Regions from separate parts of the Gossypium hirsutum genome. Here region 2 is linked to region 1. A link is a contact called in public Hi-C data. All regions are on one chromosome and are shown on one strand. Each heading gives the region's core, a stretch centred on a gene start, on an enhancer-like site or on the middle of the called end of the contact. The rest is flanking DNA. Distances are from core to core; before and after follow the strand shown.

Evidence for each region. A called contact is a pair of places that touch in the nucleus more often than the background predicts.
Region 2: a Hi-C map of leaf shows a contact between it and region 1, with 2.4 times the contacts expected there. The contact joins the promoter of LOC107908928 here to the promoter of LOC107908935 in region 1. A contact is called at or near these places in 8 of 34 Hi-C or Micro-C datasets (callus, leaf and seedling).

The regions. Positions count from the first base shown.
Region 1 is chrD02:68,446,285-68,452,971 of Gossypium_hirsutum_v2.1, reverse strand. It overlaps LOC107908935 (peptidyl-prolyl cis-trans isomerase FKBP12), which reads left to right and starts at 2,658. Exons shown (of 5, transcript XM_016836244.2): 1 at 2,658-3,101; 2 at 3,306-3,339; 3 at 3,457-3,518; 4 at 4,229-4,281; 5 at 4,668-4,968. The coding sequence starts at 3,014. The coding sequence ends at 4,769.
Region 2 is chrD02:68,609,650-68,616,702 of Gossypium_hirsutum_v2.1, reverse strand. It overlaps LOC107908928 (guanosine nucleotide diphosphate dissociation inhibitor At5g09550), which reads right to left and starts at 4,422. Exons shown (of 13, transcript XM_016836229.2): 1 at 4,143-4,422; 2 at 3,851-3,913; 3 at 3,664-3,747; 4 at 3,425-3,532; 5 at 3,134-3,306; 6 at 2,433-2,544; 7 at 2,225-2,305; 8 at 2,080-2,142; 9 at 1,626-1,727; 10 at 1,408-1,532; 11 at 635-845; 12 at 400-474; 13 at 66-320. The coding sequence starts at 4,229. The coding sequence ends at 84. It also overlaps a transcript of LOC107908929 not described here.

The DNA.
Region 1 (6,687 bases), core at 1,409-3,908:
GCTAGTTTCAATTTGAGGATTGCTTATTCAATTAAACCTTATTATCAATAAGATTAGACTAAGTTTAATTCGGTTAAAATCGTTGTTAAGACCTGAGTTTGAACACACTTAAACATATCTATATTAGCTATTGTATTAAAAAAATAACTCTTTTTGTTTAGCCTCCACTCAATAAATTGAATCTAATATTTTCGAAAGTGAATGCTTCTATTGTTTGAAAAAAAGAACTCTCCATTCGAACTGTATCAATCCAAAACACATAAGATGGCCTTGTTCTCCATTGTGTTTGGGGTTCCAAAAGTACATTTCAACCAGAAAAAACAATGAAAAATACTTTTAGAGTGAGTGTTGTCATAAAAGTGTTTTTCATTCAAATGTAAAAGGTGAGATTTAGGTCTTTTGCCTTTTGGCTTTTGTGTTTGGAGGTAAAATTATCAAAATATCATTATTTATATTAATTATTTAAAAATTTAAATTAATTTCTAATTTATATATTATTATATTACATTATTTGTAGCACCCAAAAGATAAAGAGTTAGGTGAAACGAGTAACCAAATAATTGAATAGGCTTGATTGTTAAATTTTTTAAAAATCACTTTTCAACCACAATAATAATGGAAAATTAGGCCTCAAAATCAATCCTTGTGTAAAGACAAACTCAGTATAAATAGCATGTGATAATTTATATGAGCTACATGAGGCGAATCTTTTTGGCCCCTCCAAAATTTGAAAAATTTTGATATTTTTTTGAAATTTTTTGAAAATTTTAATTAGATCCTTCAAATTTTTTAAAATTTTTATTAATTTCATAAAAGTTTTCCATTAAATCCCCAATTTTAAAAAATTATAATTAAAAGAAATTTTACTAAACCCCTGAAATTTTTTTCGAATAATCTCATTATAGATTCTAGTTATATCTGCTCTTTTTATACAATGCCTAGAACTACTCATAGCCCCTCCCATAATCTGTAAATAGGAAGATAATACACTTTTATACACTCAAACTCACATCCTTTTACATTAACAAAAATATTCATATGAATAGACTACTAAATCCATTAAATTTAATGTCACATCCGCCACTAAACTACTCGGTTAGCTACTTGGCTTGGCGCCTAACATGACAAACATCGAAATGTACCCCTATAACTTTCCCTTGGCTTGTGTCGATATCGGAAAAAGAAAACAAAAATCCACATCATGCCTACCCAACGCCTTTAGTCACCTGCAAGGCATCATCTTCAATCATGATTTGCTGAGTATGCCCTTTTTCTTTTTCAAACTCAATACCTGCATGCAACTGCATCACTTCAATTATCATGTTTTTCTTCAACTACAAAATAATATATTAAATCCGTTTAAAATATGAATTAAGTTGATGATAGAATTTTAATATTCAAAATTTAAAAATAATTATATTCATTTTTAGTAAGGACAAAGTTAGAAAAAATTTTCAGGGATTGAAATTAAATTACAATGTTTACGATAGTAAAAATATAATTTTATTATTTTAATAGCTTATATCTTTATAATTTTTAAATGATTAAATCAATTTTTTATCATTTTTAAAGGAGCCAAAATATAATTTTACCTTTATTAAAAATTTTAAAGAACCTAAATAGAAAATTTTTTGTTCCCTTAGCTACCCTTGATTTTCAGGTTGTAATTTTTCATTTCATTTATATATTTATATAAATTATATTATATGAAAGTTAAATATATTTTACTATAACACAAATATTAAAAAATATATATTAATTGTTTATACTTAAAATTATAATTTTAAAGGTATAATGATAGTCCAAGATATATTTTTAAAATTAAAAATAATATGAACGAGTCTAAATAAAATTGAATTACTTACTTAAATAAAATATGAGACTAATATTTTAAATAGAACAAACTTGAATAATTATGTATGATATTAATAGGTTAAAGTACCTAAAAGGTCATTATATTATAGGAATTGTATCAAATTAGTCCCTCTATTAGTAAATGGATCAATTTAGTCCCTATACTATTGAGAAGAATCAAATAAGTCCAAATTGTAACAAAGTTAACATTTATTGTATAAAAGATGTTTTTTAAAAAATCAATTGCAATTTCAATCCAGACTAAAGATTTCATTTACAAATCCATAAAAAATTTAAATATATTAACTTTGTTAAACAGTAAATGATATTTTTTATACCGTAAATGTTAACTTTATTCCAATTTAGCCTTATTTGATTCTTTTTAATAGTACAGAGACTAAGACTTTAGTTTGAATGGATAGTGTGTTTACCTCCGATGAGGTTAAAAACAATGGTGGCAGTGAGATTAGTTATTGTAGCCGTGAGATTAGATACTGTAGCGGTGAGAATAGAAACAACCATGAGGTGTGTATTTGGATTCAAACGTAGCTGTAGCGATGATGTGAGAATAGAAAATGACCATTAAGGACATTAGATTAAAAATGGTATATAAATAGAAAGTTTTCTAGATTATTTTACTAAACTATTAAAAATTTGTGAATTTATAAATTCATTTAATAAAATCTTAAAATGTATCTTCCGATATTTTATTATAAATATTTTAATTAATTATATAATAAATTAAAAATATTTATTAGATAAAATGATAATTATAAATAAAAGTATAGGCATTATTGTCAACTAAGGAAGGACTCCTTCTTCACTGTAGGGCAATGCTTCAGTCAAAACTGAGGGTTTCAGTGCAGTACAAAAATTGGACTGATGATTCAAACAGATGATTGTGGTGCATTTATGCCAAAACCAAGGGTAAACGGGAGACTACTGATCACCCGTGGCCCTCTACCCATAACAAAACCCTCAATCTAATTTTAACCAAAGCATCCTATAATGGGCCTGGCCCGTTTCCAAGATACCCCCCGGTTTGCCTGCAATACTCTCGAATCTCGACTGTATTTATTGACTACCTGATAATTACCGCCGACAACAGAAAGCAAAAACCCTAAGAAAATCCAGTTAGATTGTCATTCAAACCTGAAAAATGGGAGTAGAGAAGCAAGTCATCAGGCCTGGAACCGGTCCCAAACCCACCCCCGGTCAGACCGTCACCGTTCACTGCACTGGCTACGGTTGCTATTTCTCTTTCTCTGCTTTTCTCTCTGGCTGAAAAAAAAATCTGTTTCGTTTTTTTCATTTTTGAGTCATCAATATTTTATTTAATCAAAAGGGGTTTCCCTAAAAGCCCTAATTTGATGAAAAACTGCTTGCTTTTCGGTGCTGTTTACACGATTTTTTTGTTTCTATGTTTGATGATAATATTTTGTTGGGTGCAGGGAAAAATGGAGATTTGTCTGAGAAATTCTGGAGGTGAGTAATGGTTTTCTACCAGAATGACGAATTGGGGGTTTTTTTTTCTCTTCTTTCTAACACAGCTTTGTTAATATTGAATTATTGATTATTTCTCTGTTTGTATCCATTTTTTAGCACAAAGGATCCAGGGCAGCAACCTTTCTCTTTCCAAATTGGCAAGGGCTCTGTTATAAAAGGTAAATTGTAATGGCTTGTTGCTAGGTTCCTACCTTGCTGAGTTCCATAATATTCCACAAAATTTGATGGTTTTTTTACTAAAGCAGGAAACTTTATTTTTTGGGTATTTTGATTAAAGAATGTGAATGCATTGGTTCGAGTTGTGTCATAAAGTTTGATATATCGAAATTTTCGATTTGAATGGTGGTTTATTTTCTAGTAGAACTTGTTTTTACCATTGTCTTCTATAGCACCTTGTCTTTTGTCATATCCGAGTGCATTTTTTGTTGGTGACATCAACCTCATTGGCCATTGGAAGTGATGAAATTTCATGTTCTTTCCCCATCAAGTTGTGTAGTTGATAGATGACCAACTGAATGCTTATAAATTTGTCTTAATTATGTCAATCGAGACCATAAGTTGATGATCTATATACCACTCCACTTTATAGATTGGTGAAGAGGTGATCTTATAATGTAATGGTGTAAAAGAATCTGTTATTTAGGACAAACTATAATGTGCATGTTGGTTGAACTCAATATCTATTGAGAAGGAAAAAAAGAAGAAAGAATGCTTGATGCTTTTTTGAAACTTAGGAAACAAGCATTGCTTATTTGCGGTGACTGCCTTTACTCTTTCTATTTCTTTTTTTGCACGTCTTATTGCTTATTGTGGAATACCTAGTACCTCATCTTGGGGGGAACTAAAAGTTATGTTCTACCTTTTGTAGGATGGGATGAAGGTGTGATGGGAATGCAAGTGGCAGAAGTTGCTCGTCTTCGGGTACTGTTTCACCAAACTCTGAATTCATTTCAAGTGTACTTAGTTGTACTGCAATTACATATTTGAAGTTGAAATGTTTAGATCAATGCCATGAATGATAATTCATATCATAAAAGTATATCTTGGGCCTCCCAATGCAAGGTTGATAAGTCAATACCACAAAATTCCAAACTTTTGTTGTTTTATCTCTTCCTTTCCTTTTTGTTTTCAAGAAAAGAATCAGGGTGCCTGTTTCTATATGTTGTGTCATAACCTACGTTATGAAACCTCAAGTTTCTGTATGTGTTGGATTTGTTGGAAATGCAATATCTTGTCCCTCGGTCCGCCGAGGGTCCCTGCATGCTTCGATGAAGCTTCTGATGGACCTTTTTTATACATGTCTGCAGTGCTCCCCAGACTATGCTTATGGTGCTGGTGGGTTTCCTGCATGGGGAATACAGCCAAACTCGGTTCTCGAATTCGAGATTGAAGTCCTAAGTTTGAAGTGAGTAGCAGGCAGTTGGTGACTGTCGAGAAATAATATGTAGCCCGAATAACTCACCTGTGATGAACATATATAGATATTATGGGGTAGCATGTATGAATATTAAATGAGTATCAATATGAGTCATCTTATTCATGTATGACAGCTCTTCAGTGTTGACTTTTTCTTCTAATAATATGAGATGCTCCGCAGCAGTTTCTCCAGGTAAGGTAGTGACTTTATTTGTTCTTCTTCTCAAGCCCGGCCGACATGCATTTTTGTGCTCCTTTGAGCTAATTAAGATCTGAGTTTTATAATAAGGTTTGTTTCATCAATTAGTGCAAATTGAAATTTTGTTATAACATTTTCTCTAAAATGAAGGTCCTGTATTAGAGTTATATCGAATTATATTGCATTTTACCCCTTCTACTCAAAAAATGGATATATTAATTTTTGCATCTTAGATCAAAGAGCAAATTGATACATGTCATTATTCATCGATAAAATTTTTAATGTTCATGGGTTAGTTTGTCTTTTTCAATTTAGTACAGCGGTTTCATAATTTTACATTTTTAATAATGCAAAGATTTCAAAATATGAGAGTAAATTCAATATTTTTTTTTAGATAATTTTAACGTGATATTTTTGACAATTTTATTGTATTTAATTTGTTTAAATCGAAACAAAATAGTAAAAGCTAATAATTTAAATTATTAAGCTCTTTGATATATTTTTCGATTACCATTAGTTGAGAAAAAAATTATGATATTTTGTCTATTTAAATACACCTAAAATGTTAGGCTTGTAATGAATGTATTATTAATTTTATAATTTTGGTTAAATTTATTTACAAATAAAAATATCTTTTCTTTTTTTAGTTTTCCTATTACTTTAGTTGAAGAGAAGCTTTAACTATTTACTGTTGATCCCAAATTTTAGTTTATTTATTCGAAAAATAGATATGAAATTAAATTATAAAAGAAATTGTATAAAATTATGGGTAAACTATCAAAATAGTCACTTTTATATGTCTCAAGTTACATTTTAGTTGCTTGTGTTTGAAATGTTACATTTTAGTCACTTACGTTGTCGTGTTGTAACATTTTAGTCATTGAACTGTTAATTATCGTCAACAGTGTAACGGTAAGCTAATGTGGCATTCGAACAAAAAATTTAAGTTAAATTCTTCAATTGGTCCTTATATTTTTTTTTATTTTGAGTAATTTATTTTTTTATTTTATGTTTTTTAAACTTTTTTTTCTCATTCTCTTTTGCTTCTCTCTCTGTTTTTCTCCCTTCTTTATTTCTTTTAACGTAATTTTTTTATGTTTTTCATTTATTAAAACTAGTTCAAAAGCTTGTCTCACTCGAAAAAATTAAATTCTTCAAAAAATAAAAGTATATGGACTAGTTTTAACAAATAGAAAACATAGGAAAACTACCTTAAAAAAATGGAGAAACAGAGGGGGAAGCAGAAGAGAATGGAAAATAAAGATAAAAAAAGTTAAAAAAAATATAAAAGAAAAAAAATTAAATTGCTCAAAACGAAACAAATATAGGACCAATTGTATAAATTAACTTAAAATTTTTGTTTGAAATGATGATTTAATATGACATGCCAGCTTAACGTTATACCGTTAATAACAATTAATGGCTCAATGACTAAAATGTTATAATGCAATAACGTAAGTGAATAAACGTAACATTTTAAACTTAAATAACTAAAATGTAATCTGAGGTAAAAAAAGTGATTGTTTTGATAGTTTACCCTAAATTTATTATTGAAATACCATAAGCCAAATCCCTATTGTAGGTAGTAAAATGTATTTTTAAAACATTAACAATTAAATGGGTTTATAATCAGCATTAAGAGACAAAGACAAGATGGGAAAGTTGTGTGTTTTAATTTCTGAAATAGACTGCTCTCTAACAGCTCAAGTTGA
Region 2 (7,053 bases), core at 3,173-5,672, 160 kb before region 1:
TAGTGAGTTTGGTTAGTTGTTTTTAATTTTAACTAATAAAATTATAAAATTCCAAAGAATCAGAATTGTGTCAAAAACACATGTTACCCAATCCAATCATTATTTCGGAGTACATTACATATAACACCTACAATGAATGTAATATAGAAATGTAATTTGAGTTTAAGATTTTTATCTAAAAGATTTGCTGAAAAACATGAAGAAACAATCGAACTCTCCTCTACTAATGGTTGTTTTTTTGCATGAAAGCAACAGGTTTCAAGAACTTCATTCTTCAGATGCAGCACTGCAGCACTCAGGTCCACTGATAAATCAAGAACCTATACAACAATGAAATATCATAATACGTGAACCAGCCATATATATATGTGTGTAACATTTGAACATCAACCGTATTACCTTTCCAGTAATCTTAGTGTACATCTCGATCACATCATTCACTGTGGTTTCAAAGTGCGTTGTTGGATCATAACTCTGCAACAATTTTTTCAAACTTGAATCAATAAGATTGGGGAAGTCAGTTTGCATGTCATATAAGGTAACCATTGGGAAAAGTTGGTTTGGGTACTTTTCATTTAGTTGTTTCTCCACAGAATATGCAATGTAATATATATATATATAGAAGGCTTCTTACAGCAGATATGAAGCAGCTGTCGGCTGCATGGTCATTGGTGGGAACATATCTGTCGTAGGTGTCGTAGAGTATCTCTTCCACAGGTCCCAGAAGGTCAACACCAGGTTTCAGCTCTACCTCAGGGTTGTCTGTCTCTGCTTCTGCTGAAACGAAAGCAATGTACTTTCCCTTGGGAGCTACATTATGAGCATAGGAGCAACAAAAGAGGTACCTACAGAACCAAAAATAAAACCTTGGAAGTTATTGGAGATCGTGGACTTATAACACTTCTGTTTGTTTGTTGGCCAGGCTATGGTACGAGTGTCAATTAAGGATATGTTTAATATTTTTTTCCAAATTTTTTCAAATGTTAAAGAGGGTTATATTCTTATATCCATGCTCAAATATGCCTTGATTCGATCTAGAGTAACATAATGTTGAACTTAATGGAATTATGACACAATTAATACAGGGTTTTCCTGTCCTGAGTGATCCTATTACCAGAAGAGCATTACCTTCAACTGAAACACATAAAACAACTCACCAACATTTCAAATTATGTTTTGCCTTCTCCATTAGTCATCAGGAATCCAATAAGACTTCAATAAACTAGCAAACATATCTATTCATTGCATAAGCCTTCTAAAATCAACAAAATGACTCAGTGGTGAAGCTAAAACCGCAACTACATGAACACTATTCAAACTAAATCATCGCATTTGCATCACTGTTTCCATTTTAGCCACTCAAAGGAAGAGATTAAGAAATTAAAGTTGAGAAAGTTAACTGCATACATGTCTGATTTACGGCCAAGTTGCTTCTGAGGCAGAATAACCTGAGCCGAGTGAGAATTGTTGGTATCAGGAATAGGGTGACTCATTATGCATATAGCACGGGCAACTTTTCCAACCTTCTTAACCTGTTGCATCAAAAAACAAATGACAGAACAAGTAGATATAATTAATCTTTGAGGAAAAAATGAGAGAGAGGCAAGGTTTCTTTGAAGGGTGACCTTATCAGGCAAGTAAGATGGATCACAAACAACTTTCTTGCACTTAGCAGTTTCTCCTTCTGAAGTCACACCGGTAGCTTTCCCATCAGCATCAAATTCTACCTGCAATCCAATGATACATTCTTTTGGGACATCTATGCTAATCACCATATAGGCTCACTCATATGGGTGCCCAACGAGAACCCAAACTTTAGTTCAGTTTGTACATGTGGTCACTAACAATTTTGGAATTCAAATCTCAAAATCTGCAACCTCTTTTCCCTACTCCCAGACTGAGGCATTTTTTGCATCAAAAGAAGGATGAACCATAGAGACATGGTGTTGCTTGACAAAATATGAGCATCTAAACAACTAAAGGACTCAATGGCAAGTATTCTCAAGCACTGACCAAGCTGACCACTAATGACTAATTGTTTGCTTGTACTATAACATTTTGGTTTTCAAAATATGTTACCTTATATTCTGGCTTGTGGAGCATGTAAGTACCACCATAAACTGCACTTAAACGTGCAAATGCCTGCCAAAGAGAGCAATAACAAGTCAAGAAGTAAAAAGTATTTTCTTTTAAACTTGGAGCTAAACTACAGATAAAGACACACCTGAGGCAATTCTCCTAGTCCATATAGTGGATAGATATAAGGAGAACCTCCTTGAAACCGTGCCAAAGACTCTGCATAAAGCTTCACGAAACAAATGCAGAAAATACACTGAATATGATGCTAAAAGGGAAATGTATGGCCGTACACTGAAGTATCAACCATTGGCTGTAGAACAAAGGTGAAAATACGATACAAAAGAAACTTTTACCTTCATTCTCTTAATAAAACCCAAAGCTGGTTGATCCAAGTAGCTATCGTTACTGTGGAGTGCCAAGGCATGACCAATGAAGTCAATTGTATCATCTTCAAGTCCATACTTTCTACATTGCAAAAGTTTGCACGCATCAAGACCAGTAAACTGTAACTAATACTAGCTAATGATCATGAGCCGTGATGATCCTTCAAATATGTCACATCTTCACCCTAGAGTTTTGCTACACCGACTTGTCATTTTCCTTGAAGTAATTATGTCCAACATTTACTCAGACATGCACATGAAGAAATGATCCTCCAAGGACTCTCTAGATGCATAGAAAAACTAAGAATATTCAACATACTCATGTAGGTCCTACATATACATGTATCCAACACACACTTGAGTATGAGTAACTAACATTGGAGAGCAAATACCCCTTCTCAAAAGGGAAAATGAAACTCCTAACCACAGATTCTCTAAAAACAAATGATAAAAAACCAAGGGTCATGAAAATAAAAAATCATAAGTATTTTTTCTTTGTGTAAAAGAAAATTTGGTAAATCCAGTAACATTTCAGAACTTAGAAGAAAATTTAATCTAAAAATCTATAACCATTGCATATATATATTGTTATTAATTTCCTAGTCAATGGTAAGTGTTAGTGCAGTACTAGTGCAAACTTTTATAGAGAGAAACAAGGATGAGATACACACGAGATAAGTTCTCTCGCTGTTACTTTATTCAGGTCGAGTCCTTCATGAGATTTTGGATCATTGTCATCATAGTCTTGGACATAAATGAAGAACTTTCTGGCTCGGCGCTTCTCAAACAACCCCATCAATGGCGATTTCAATGCTTCAACATCAGTCGCTGGAACTTTGTGGACCTACAAGTTATGATAATTGCTTCAAGTTGTTGTTGACAATAGAACAATGTTTACACTAATCTTCAGAAACAAATCATACCCTCCCCCCCTCCCCCAAAAAAACCTACAATACTCTTACTTTTTTCTTATTGTACACATAACTCCCATCCACAGCCTTGAAATTAAGATACTTGGTAACATCTGTGTGAATCAATATACGAACCAGACTGCCATTGGCCATCATGAACTGTTAAAGCAATCAATTAAGCATATTCATTATAAAACATATATGAAGAGTAACATAAACCATGCATCCAAGTACTGAAAGAACTACAAAATAAAAAAAATAAAAAAAAACCATAGCTGAAATAGACATGCCTTGGGCATCATATCAACATTATATTCTCTGCTTGCCCCCAGCTTTTCTGGAGGCTTTTCATCTCCCCTGAAATGTTTCCAAAGCTATGCAATAGCAGAAAAAGAAAGACAATATTCAGAAAATAGCCAAGGAATAAATGAAAAAAAAGAAAAAAAAAAAGGTTTCCACTAATCGAAGAACAATGACCTGCACAAGATTAAGAGAAGTCGATTCTCCACCATAATAGTCATTCCTATCCATGTGCAATACCTGTTTTGATATATAGAGATATATTCAGATAATATCTTAACGAACACATTTTCTTTATAATCTTTACCAATACCCAGAAACAAAATCCCACATTCAATATGAATGCCTATATAGAAACTGAAGAACTGAGCCAAGAAAAAGAAAGCCCAGATTCCAGATTTTCTTTTGAATCAAGAGAAATAAATAGAAATGAAATGAAGAAAGAAGAGTGTGACGAAATTAAATGTACTTTGAGTCCATCAACGGAGAGAAGACCACTGAGAATGCATTCCTTAAGGCCGGTCCCTAGGACTATCACATCGTACTCTTCATCCATGGCTGAATATCTTGATCACAAATCTTTCTTCTTTTCAATTATGTGTTCTTTTTTGCTTTTGCTGTGAGTATGAGTGAGAGGGAAAATTAGGGTTTTTCTTCGTTTGTTTGCTTGCGTAGAGTTTGGAACAGGTCTTTAGCGGGAGAAATAACGAGAGAGTAGCGCTTTCCGAGAGTATCTAAATTTACGTTATTTCATGCGCGTGGGATGCAACACGTATACCTTCACTAAAAATGTAATCATGGTTAAATTTCGCTTTTGGTCCCACTGTACTCACGATTTAATTTTTATATTTTAAATTGACATATATTTTACTATACGAATAATTAGTTCAAATAATTAACATTTTTAGTTATTATAATTAAAAGAATAATGTTAATTTTCTTTAAAATACATTTTTAACATAAAAAATCTATTTGGACTTAAGTTAGAATAAATATTTTCCTTCAAACTCCACTCTTTTCCTTTTTTTTCTTTTAGCCATTAAATGATAATGGTAAAATGAGTTTTGATCCTTTTAAATTTGGGATTTAGTTTTTATTTTTTAATTTCACATTATTTTATTCTCTATTTTTACAATGATATTAGTCTGTTCAAATGATTAACATCATTAACTATTTTGATTAGAATGATGATGTGAATTAAAAAAAAATTCAAACACAAAGAATCTATTTTTACGTGATAAGTTAAAATGAATACTTCTAAAATGAAATTCAACTTCAATAATCAAAAGTACATTAACAAAATTATGAAAATTTAAAGTATAAATTCTAAAGTTAAACATAGTACAAAACGACACGCATTTAAAGTTTTTTTTTTCTCTACGTTATAAGATAATGGTTAAATTACAATTATGATAAATCTATTTTTCTATATAAAATTTAATCTCTACTTTAATTTTTAAAATAATTCGGCACCTCAACTTTTTCAATGATAGTCTAAATACGTTATTCTAATTAAATGTTGGCTTGAATTTTAAGAATTGCTAACATCACTAAAATTCTTTGTTAATTTTTGGTCCATTATAATGTCATTTTTTCCACATAACTATCAAGTTAATATTTCTTTTAATTTTAAAATGTTTTTAATAATGTTAACCTAAATTTTTAAAATAAAAAAGTAGAGACATTAAATTCTTGAAAATAAAAATATAATAACTAAATTCCAAATATATAAAATGTACAAATACTTGAAGCATATTGTAATATTTAAACTTCCACTTCACAATTTAACCCAAAAAGTTTAACCCTTTACAAAGCTGGGCGGAAACAAAACTAATATTAATAATAATAGCATTTTTATGTTTATCAAACAACTTTTTTTAAGCCATGATAATTTTAGGGAAGAAGTAATATTTAGTCTTTAAAATTGACAATTTTATTCATTTTAACCCCTAATTTTTTATCCACATTAATATAAAAAAAACTATTCAATGAAATCTAAATTCATAGATCAAATCGGAAAATATAGGGGAAAAAATTTAAAGGCTAAATTAAAAAAAAACAAAAATCAAAAGCGAAATGTTACTCCATCCCAAAATTTTATTAAAAAAAAAACAAAATGAAACCTCCTAAAGAAAGTGAGCCAATAACCAACAGATGTTACATGCAATTATAAAAAAAAACGCATATTCAAACCATAATTTCTTATAAAACAGTTATAAAAGAAATACAAATTAACATCCCCTCACTTAACTGATAGAAAAAAAATCTCTCTACAGCAAATGCAAAATTCAAAACAGATGAGCCAATAAAATTGTTGACCACCAAACCATGAAAGTATAATAACCATCCATACCAACTTTAATCATAAAAATGAACAAAAACCTTAGAAAAGCCAGAGCTACCCAATCTCTATTCCAGCATACTTTCTTTTTTCTTAAACAATCTCACTTCTTGACAATGCCTAGAACTATCCATAACTCCTCCCCAACACATAAATAGGAGAATAATACACTTCAACGCACTGGAACCCATGTCTTCCTGCATTGGCAGCAATACCCATACTAATCGAATTAAGACTTAATCAACCATTTCGGCACACTCTTTAGACAAGCACAAAACAAATAAGGAATAAAGATGGCACTAAACCCTCCAAAGTAAACAAGTTAATTTATTTACCATGCTCGAGTGCATGTGCATAATTGCGCTTTAACCTTCACATTCTTTTTTTGTACGGGTAATTTTGATATTAAACTCTATATATAATTATCGACGGTACCATAAAACTGGTTTACTTGACAATCTACACATCATCATCATTATTATTACTACTATGAAAATTATCCTATATAGGAGCCAGCTGAGATTTAAGCAAGATGATGATGACTTCTTCGCAACATCACCGCCTTTTAACCTTTCAACGGTGAGTTAGGGAAGGCTAACCTGCGAAACCCATTCATTCCAACATACAAACACTAGCAATTAAGGGTGTGCTTGAAAAATAAACTTTCAGAAAGTTTTCTGTTTAAAAAGAATCCAAATATGCATGCAATCTATCCAAATAAACATTTCATATTCTTTATTCTAAAAAATAAATATTTTATCAATTCAATGATTAAAAGATTTAAACATGAGTGTTCGATAGTGTTAAACCCATAGCTTATGTCATGAGTTGCGTTGTATGCATGGTAGTAATTTACTCTTAAAATAAAAATTTTGAAATATAATAATGATACATGCCAATATAATAACATGACATTTGAGTCGTGATGTATGATTTGCTCATACTAAAATTTTTATTTTGACATATAATAAAGATACATGTAAATATAATTTAATTAATATTTATAATATACAAACTCATTCATAATTTATTAATCAAT